Linked DNA regions of Sus scrofa: region 1 is linked to region 2. The links are chromatin contacts, called in public promoter capture Hi-C maps. All regions are on one chromosome and are shown on one strand. Each heading gives the region's core, a stretch centred on a gene start, on an enhancer-like site or on the middle of the called end of the contact. The rest is flanking DNA. Distances are from core to core; before and after follow the strand shown.

Region 1 (4,098 bases), core at 890-3,389, 580 kb before region 2:
TCAGGAAGCTCAGGGCCTGGTCTCTTCTGGAAAGGCAACCTGCCCTGTCCCCAGACAACACTCTCACAGAACTCTGTGACTCACAACTTCTTGCTAGTGCCTGTCATTTCCCAGGCGTCCCCTGTAATAGTGACTCTCAACTGGGGGCTTCGAGCCCTCCCTGTTGCCCGCTGACAGTCACTGTGTGAAGGGAGGGACTTGTGCTCAAACGCATCGCCCAGCGGTCTGTGCCCTCATGTGGGGCAGACACTTCCCACTGGCCCTGAGGAAAACAGTGGCTCAGGGTCTGGCAGTGATTTCCATCACGGCCCAGGACCTTCAGGCTGCAGCTGTTTCCACTAGGCATACCTGATACACGATAACTGATGTGATGTCTCCGCTGTCCGCCTCATATTCTAGGCAGAAGAGCTGATGACCGGGAGGCTCTGGCTCAGAGCCGCCACTACTGCTGCTTTCACTGGATTCCTCACAGTCTGGGTTGCTTGGATGGGTAGAGGCATCTGGAAGGATGGAACCAGAGTGAGAGGGATATGGGGAAGGCTGCTGGAGCTCCTGCACAGAGATGATATAGGAAAACATGCCATAAAGAAAGCCCCAAGCAGAGTTCCCGTCATGGCTCAGTGGAGACGAATCTGAATAGGATCCTTAAGGATGCAGGTTTGATTCCTGGCCCTGCTTAGTGGTTTCGGATCAGTGCCATGAGCTCTGGTGTAGGTCCAAGACGTGGCTAGGATCCAGTGTGCTGTAGCTGTGGTGTAGGGCAGTGGGTACAGCTCCGATCTGACCCCTAGCCTGGGAACTTCCATATGCCGCATGTGTAGCCCTAAACACAACAAAACCTCAATCTTCTCATGGACCAAGAATGTGTATGTGTGTGTGTGTATGCACAACATGGCACCCATCAGTTTTATTCACCTTTATCCCTGCCCCAGGACCAGAAGAGAGCCATCTCCGAATAGGTACATGAATGCACATTTTGTCTACAGTATTGGAGAATAGTAGAGAAGTGGATAGGGATCTGTCTGGGTTCAGGCCAGGCTCTACCATTTACTTCTCAGAGATCTCAGGCAAGTTACTCAATCTCTTTGTTTGTACCTGTTTTCCTGACTGTGAAACCCGTGAAAATTCCCATTTTATGAGATCCTCTTGAAACTAAACGAATTGATGTACCTAACACCTAAAAACACTTTAAGGATGGCTCGACAAATTTAGCGGTGTAGGTTTAACTCTCTCTAGAGGGCAGAGAAACTGGGGGTGGGAAGCTAGGGGGAAGGTCATTAACTGGGTTTGGGCTTCATGTCACAGGTATGTCCTGGTCGTCTAGAACAGTGCCAAACCTTTTTTTTTCTGTTAGATGGTGGGAATATGAGAATTCAGTATAGTGGGGGCAAACCAGCAGACAACTTCCTGCCGCTTCCCAGGTATGTCCAGTAATAGTGTTGCTTAACTAGTCTTGAGGGTCCCTGTTCTGCCGGGAGAACCACTGAGAGGCAGCTGGAGAGCGTCGAGGCGGAAGTTCCGGGAAGGGACGAGATGAACTGAGCCTTGGGGGTTAAGGAGTGTGTTTCTTTTTTTCGTTGTTTGTTTTTTGCCATATAGAAAGGAAGAGTGCGTTCAGGCAGAGGGCTAGAGGCAGGCGGCCTCACCTCGGTGTCGCGGCAGATACACCTGCAGGTCCGGCTTGCGGGGCCGAGTGGGCGCGGGCGTGTGCCGCCTCCTCACCTTCTCCTTGGCCGCCTGCTTTACCTTCTTGTCGTAGTCGTCCCTGCGGGGAGCCGAGCGGGAGTCAGGGACGGCCGGGCCAGGCCAGGCCAGGGGTGGCGCCGGTGGCGCGGGGCGGGGAGGTACCGGGCGAGCTGGTTCCGTCGAATGTGGTGGACGAAGCCGTGGCTCATGTCCAGCCGCCCGCCCGGCTTGTAGCAGAGGCCGGGTCCGGGCCCCGGCGCCGATTCCATCTGGAGCTCTGTGCGCGGAGCTGCGCCGCCTCCGCCTCAACGGCTCCAACGGCAGCCCTCCAGCAGGCAGAACTCCGCGCCACCCGTCGCTCGACTTCCGGCTCCGCACCCTGACGTCGGCGGGGAACCGGCCGACCGGGCCGAGCGTCACCACGCGCGGAGTTCCAGGCGTGAGCTGGGCTGGTGGAGTGGTGCTGGGAATGGGACGTGCGCGACTTCCATTCCCCCGGCGGGGCCTTGCCTTTTTTGTGACGTTATCAATAAGAAAGCAGGATTTAGGCTTACTGCTGATGCACCAGAAAATTCAGAAAAATACAAAGCACCCATCACAGCACTCCGTGATTTGTGTGGAGCCTTCTCGTCTTTTTTTCCCGTGATGAGATGCTGCGAAAACTCCATCATCAGCTGCGTGATCGTCTCATCTTACTCGTGATCTGCGAGGTCGTGAGGAGGCCAGTGCCCGGAAGGGCAAACTGCGGCGCCCCCGTTGCTCAGCCCACCCCCCTGCCCGCACCGGGCCCCTCGGCCCCTTCGCCACCGGTGGCGGGGATGCCCCCTTCCAGCCCACCCAGCGCCCACTGGTCTGACGTCTTAACTCTCTCCGTGAGAGGATCTAGAGCTTTTCAGGGGTCTGAGCCTGTGTCATTTTTGAATCCTCTTTAAAAAGAGACAAAAGATTAGAACAGGGATGGATTGATACATCCACACGATGGAATATCGCTGAGCAGTCAAAAATAACGAGCTGTTACACATTCAACAGCGTGGATGAATCTCAAAATAAATATGCGAGTGAACGAGGCCAGGGGTAAAAAGACTGGTTCTGTGTTTCCATTTAGATAAACTCTAGAAAGTGCACTGATCTGGAGCTCCCTTGTGGCTCAGTGGGTTAAGGATCTGGCATTGTTACCACAGCTGCTCTGGTCGCTAATGTGTAGGGGGTTCCATTTATGGCCTGGGAACTTCCATATGCCAGAGCTGGCCAACAACAAGGACAAAAACAAAAACAGAAAGTGAGTGCACTGAAAGCACGTCAATGGTGGGGGCAGAACACTTGGTGGCTGGTGGTTAAGTTCATTATCTCTTTGGTTTTGGACTGTATATGTACCTCCATTGATATTCAAGCAGACTAACTTATGTATTTATTTTTTTTCTGCTGCACCTGCAGCATATGGAAGTTCCATATGCACGTCAAATTGGAGCTGCAGCTGCCAGCCCATGCAACATCCACACCGATCCTCCACACATCATCTGTGACCTACAACTCAGCTTGGGACAACGCTGTATCCTTAACCCACTGAGGGAGGCCAGGGATCAAGTCTGCATCCTCACGGACAGTGTCGGGTTCTTAGCCTGCTAAACCACACCCGGAATTCCAAATTGCACACTCGTTTCATTTGTCTTTTTTATTTTATTTTATTTTTTATTTATTTATTTTTTTCCATTTCTTGGGCCGATCCTGCTGCATATGGAGGTTCCCACTAGGGGTCGAATTGGAGCTGCAGCTGCCGGCCTACGCCAGAGCCACAGCAACGCGGGATCCAAGCTGCATCTGCGGCCCACACCACAGCTCACGGCAACACCGGATCCTTAACCCACTGAACAAGGCCAGGGATCGAACCCACAACCTCATGGTTCCTGGTCGTATTCGTTAACCACTGAGCCCGGACGGGAACCCCTTGTCTTTTTAGGGCTGCACACGCAGTACATGGAGGCTCCCAGGATAGGGGTCAAATGGGAGCTGTAGCCGTCGGCCTTCACCACAGCCACAGCAACGAGGGATCCGAGCAGTGTCTGCGACCTACACCACAGCTCAGGGCAACGCCGGATCCTTAACCCGCTAAGCAAAGCCAGGGATCGAACCCCCGTCCTCATGGATGCTAGTCGGGTTCGTTAACCGCTGAGCCACACGGGAACTTCCCAAATTACACATTTCAAACGTGCAATTTATTGAAGGTCAGTCACAACTCAGTAGAACTATATAAACAAAGTAGTTCGTGGTCGCGGAAGGGGTCGTGGAAGTCTCAGGCCTTGAAGCTTGAGCTTTATCAGCGTCACTTGTCTCCCTCATCTCATCGTCGTTTGCATTTTCCTGTGATACCAAAAACAATCCTCTAAATGTGGAATTAGAGCCTCGGGGTCGCTC
Region 2 (4,148 bases), core at 677-3,176:
GAAAAAGTAATTTTGGACTTTACTGCAGACAGTGACAATGTAACCTGAGGGCAAAATAATGAAGAGAGTGCCATGAAAGGAGGGCTCCAGAGACAAACTTCTACAGTCCCGCCCCAAAAGGCAGCTCTGCATCCTGCCCCCTCCTAGCCCAACTGGGGCATCACAACAGGGCCAGACTCTCATATGGCCGCCATGATCTCTGCCCCCTGCAGTTAAGCCCATGATCCGAGGTTGTATGGCAAAAGGAGTATCAGAGATATAATTCAGGTTACTAATCAGATGACCTGAATTTAATCAGAAGGGGGTGATCCAGGTGGGCCTGGCCTAATCCTATAAACCCTTTAAATCTGGGTCTGAGGGGGAGTTCCCATCGTGGCTCAGTGGAAAGAAATCTAACTAGTATCCATGAGGACGCAGGTTCGATGCCGGGCCTTGCTCAGTGGGTTAAGGATCCAGTGTTACCATGATCTGTGGTGTAGGTTGCAGATGCAGCTTGCTGCAGCTCCGAATTAAACCCACTTAAACCCCGGAGGTGTGGGGTGGGAGGGAACAAAGACTTGAGCCCTACAACCACAACAAACTACAATTCTGCCAACAAACTACAAGAGCTTGGAAGAGAACCCTTAGCTCCAAATGAGAACCACAGTGGGGACAATACCATAGCAGAGAACCCCATTCATGTCCAGAAACGGTTTTGTTTTAAGCTGCTCAATATGTGGCATTTGTTATATAGCAATAGAAAACCAACACACACCCCACTTTCCTATGGAAGAGGCTGCTTCTCTTACCCTTAAAATGAAAGGGAAATAAGAAAACTTGAAAGAAAAAATTAAGTTTGATTTTTATGATTTCTAACTCACTATGTCTAGGGATTTTGCTCAATTGCATGAGTCACAGTACCTGTTTTGCAACATCACATTTTGCCAAAATACCAATTTTCTTTAATTGTGAGCAGTGGGAATAGGTTTACCTTTTTTATTTTTAATTTTAGCAAATTACTTTGACAATCATGCAGAAATAAAAGGAACTGGGTTTCTAACCTCCTTGAATGTGTGCCAAAGTTGTCCCAGCACCTGGAGACACAGGCTAATCTCAGAAATGAGCACAAGGTCATGTCGCCTAACCTTCCTTGAGCACCAAGAGTTCGAGCTCCATAAACTACAACCTTTCATTTTTGTTCAGAGAACGAAGAGCTCAAGAGGTGTTCTCAGCTACAAAAAGAAGGGCAATCCCTCCTCCGTGATAATTACAACCTTGACCCCTAAAACGCGGACTCCAGCAGTCCAAGAACGGCCTTACTAAGATGCAATAAGACAAGGCTGTGCGTATCCTGCTGGGAAGTGTAGTTTTTCCCTGTCGACCTTCAACCACCGACTGTGCGAAACCTATCACGCGCCCAACCGGCGACCCGAGCGCCAGTAGCCTCGATTGGTCCTAGACTGGGGCAGCGCAGGGCTGATTGGATGGCACGTCCCCTAGGCCGTGCCTCCCGTCCTATGCCCGCCTCCCCGCCACCTTCTCCTCATGCCCCATCCCGCTCAGCAATAACCCTCAAGTCATCCCAGTCTGGCAAACTCCCGAATTAACTGCTTCACGGGCCCACCCGACACTCTCGCGATAAAGGCGGCCCTGAGACACGCCTTTGTCCCCGGGCCTAGGCAGAGACAAAGCCTCCCCCACTTTCAGTAGGTTGCCCGTCACCACACACTCTCTTCCGGCGCCCTGATCCTTACCTGGGCGGTGGAGGTCACGCCGGATAAATGACAGGCCCGCAGCATCTCGGCGCGGCGGACGGCGCTGCGGGTCTAAGTGAGAGCAGGGGCGGCGGCGGCGCGAGAAGGGGAGACCGTGCGCGCGCGCAAGCGTGCTTGCGTCCGTGCCGCCTGTCCGCGCCCTGCGTACCGGAAGGGCAGCCACCGCCACTGCGCATGCGCAACCTCCTGTTGCCCCTGTCCAAGCCCCTCCGAGAGGCTGGGCTCTGTCGGGACGGAAAGGGCGCTTTCTCTTTCCGGGTTGCGCTTCGGGTTCTGGTCTGTAGCGGGAAGCCCAGGGTACTAGGTGAACTGAACCGGTTGGAGGACGTCGGAAACTGGGGCTTCGGTTCCTGCGAAAACTGAGCAGGTGTGATTCTTCGGAGAATTCTAGCAGGAAAGTGGCTCAGCCTTTTCCGTCGGCTGGATATTTCGTAGAAAGGAATGGATTTGCCCAAAGTTACGTAAACGACGGTAGTGTCTCGGTTTCCGCGTTTGTTTTGTTTGACAGTCCTTCAGGGAGTCATGCTTTTGAGAGGCTGGGTGAGAGAACACTGAGGAGACCTTTGTGCAAAATTATTTGTTCATGTATCTAATAAATAGCAGAGAAGGGATAGGGACCCTGATTCTTCAGGTTCCACAGTCTCTACTCCTTCCATATTAAACCACACTGCTTTCTCCACCAAGTTTGTATTTTAAAAAGATAATTTTGGCCACAATCTGTGAGATGAAGTCAGTGCAGAAACACTGTTCAAAGCATTCCACCGATTCTGTAATCACGGAAACATATGTTAAATATTGAACACTATTCAATACTATTAGTACTAGTAATGATCTTATCACAATATCATAGAAACTAAATAACTTATCTATTGCGTGTGTAAGGTACTTCAAGTCTTAACTAGATAGTTCATTGTAGTTCTCCCTAGCGGTAGACAACGCTACTGAATCCCATTTGTAAAGAAGTGACTTTGAAAATTATCTAAGGAGTTCCCGTTGGGGCGCAGCGGAAACGAATCCAACTAGGAACCATGAGGTTGCGGGTTCAATTCCTGGCCTCAGTGGGTTCAGGATCCGGCGTTGCTGTGAGCTGCGGTGTAGATCACAGACTGGGATCTGGCGTTGGTATGGCTCTGGTAGCTACAGCTCCCATTAGACCCTTAGCCTGGGAACCTCCATATGCCACCAATGCAGCCCTAAAAGTCCAAAAAACAGAAAAATAAAATTATCTAAAATCAAATGATTACTTATGTTTGTATAGGTTTACTGCTTTTCCGAATAATTTTGTAATTACATTATACTTGATATTTCACATTGCCATCACTTAGCCTCAAGAGCAGTCGCCCACTTTTTTTTTTTTTTAGTAATTTTAACAATTAAACGGCAGCCCTGCCAGCCCATCCCTGCCCACTGCTCTCATGCTAGCTGACGCCAGTGTGATGACTTTTCTAACACCTTGGCCATAAACCTCTCAATGTCAATGAACATCTCCTCCAGCCATGTATGGCACAGCGTTGGGCCTCAATATCATTAGCAACTTTTCCATCTTCAAGATTTCAAACTCCAAAATTAATTTCTATAGTTTTTGTCATTTAATAAAGTCCTTAATCCCCATCTTCATGTGCAATTTATGACTTTTTTTTTTTTTGCTTTAAAATGGACTGTCCTCAGGAGTTGCTGTCATGGCTCAGTGGTTAATGAATCTCACTAGCATCCTTGAGGATGCAGGTTTGATCCCTGGTCTTGCTCAGTGGGTTAAGGATTCGGCGTTGCCATTAGCTGAGGTGTAGGTTGAAGATGTGGCTCAGATCACACGTTGCTGTGGCTGTGGCGTAGGCTGGTGGCTACAGCTCTGATTCGCCCCCTAGCCTGGGAACTTCCATATGCAGCTCTAAAAAGCAGAAGAAAAAAAAAAGAATCTGACTAGTATCCGTGAGGATGCAGTTTCAATCCCTGGCCTCACTCAATGGGCTGAAGGATTCAGCGTTGCCACGCTGTGGTGTAGATCCTAGACTCGGCTGGATTTGGTGTTGCTGTGGCTGTGACATAGGCTGGCAGCTGCAGCTCTGATTGGACCCCTAGCCCCATATGGTGCAGGTGTGGCCCTAAAAAAAAAAAAAAAAAAAAAAAAAAATTTAAACAATGCCACTCTTCTCACTAATTTTTTGAAATAGTTATTTTTCATAAAAATATGTTTGTATTAACATGGAAAAGGTTTATAATTGTTATTTTATTGAATTTATTTTATTCCTTTTTGTCCAACCCACAGCATGTGGAAATACCCAGGCCAGGGGTTGAACCCATGCCATAGCAGCAACATAAGCTTCTCCAATGACAATGCCAGATCCTTAACTTGATGTGCCACAAGAGAGCTCTCATACTTGTTATTTTAAAATG

What was found. Promoter capture Hi-C pulls out the DNA fragments that hold promoters and counts their contacts.
Region 1: a contact with region 2 is called in a promoter capture Hi-C map of liver, with 4 times the contacts expected there. The contact joins the promoter of USP39 here to the promoter of IMMT in region 2. A contact is called at or near these places in 2 of 5 promoter capture datasets (fetal liver and liver) and 1 of 2 datasets of contacts at active chromatin or transcription factors (skeletal muscle).

The regions. Positions count from the first base shown.
Region 1 is chr3:59,154,638-59,158,735 of Sscrofa11.1, reverse strand. USP39 (U4/U6.U5 tri-snRNP-associated protein 2) reads left to right here and starts at 2,139. Exons shown (of 13, transcript XM_013987875.2): 1 at 2,139-4,098. C3H2orf68 (UPF0561 protein C2orf68 homolog) reads right to left here and starts at 2,081. Exons shown (of 4, transcript XM_003354742.4): 1 at 1,849-2,081; 2 at 1,647-1,765; 3 at 349-500. The coding sequence starts at 1,955.
Region 2 is chr3:58,572,953-58,577,100 of Sscrofa11.1, reverse strand. It overlaps IMMT (MICOS complex subunit MIC60), which reads right to left and starts at 1,926. Exons shown (of 13, transcript XM_021087287.1): 1 at 1,734-1,926. The coding sequence starts at 1,778. MRPL35 (39S ribosomal protein L35, mitochondrial) reads left to right here and starts at 1,991. Exons shown (of 5, transcript XM_003124936.4): 1 at 1,991-2,121.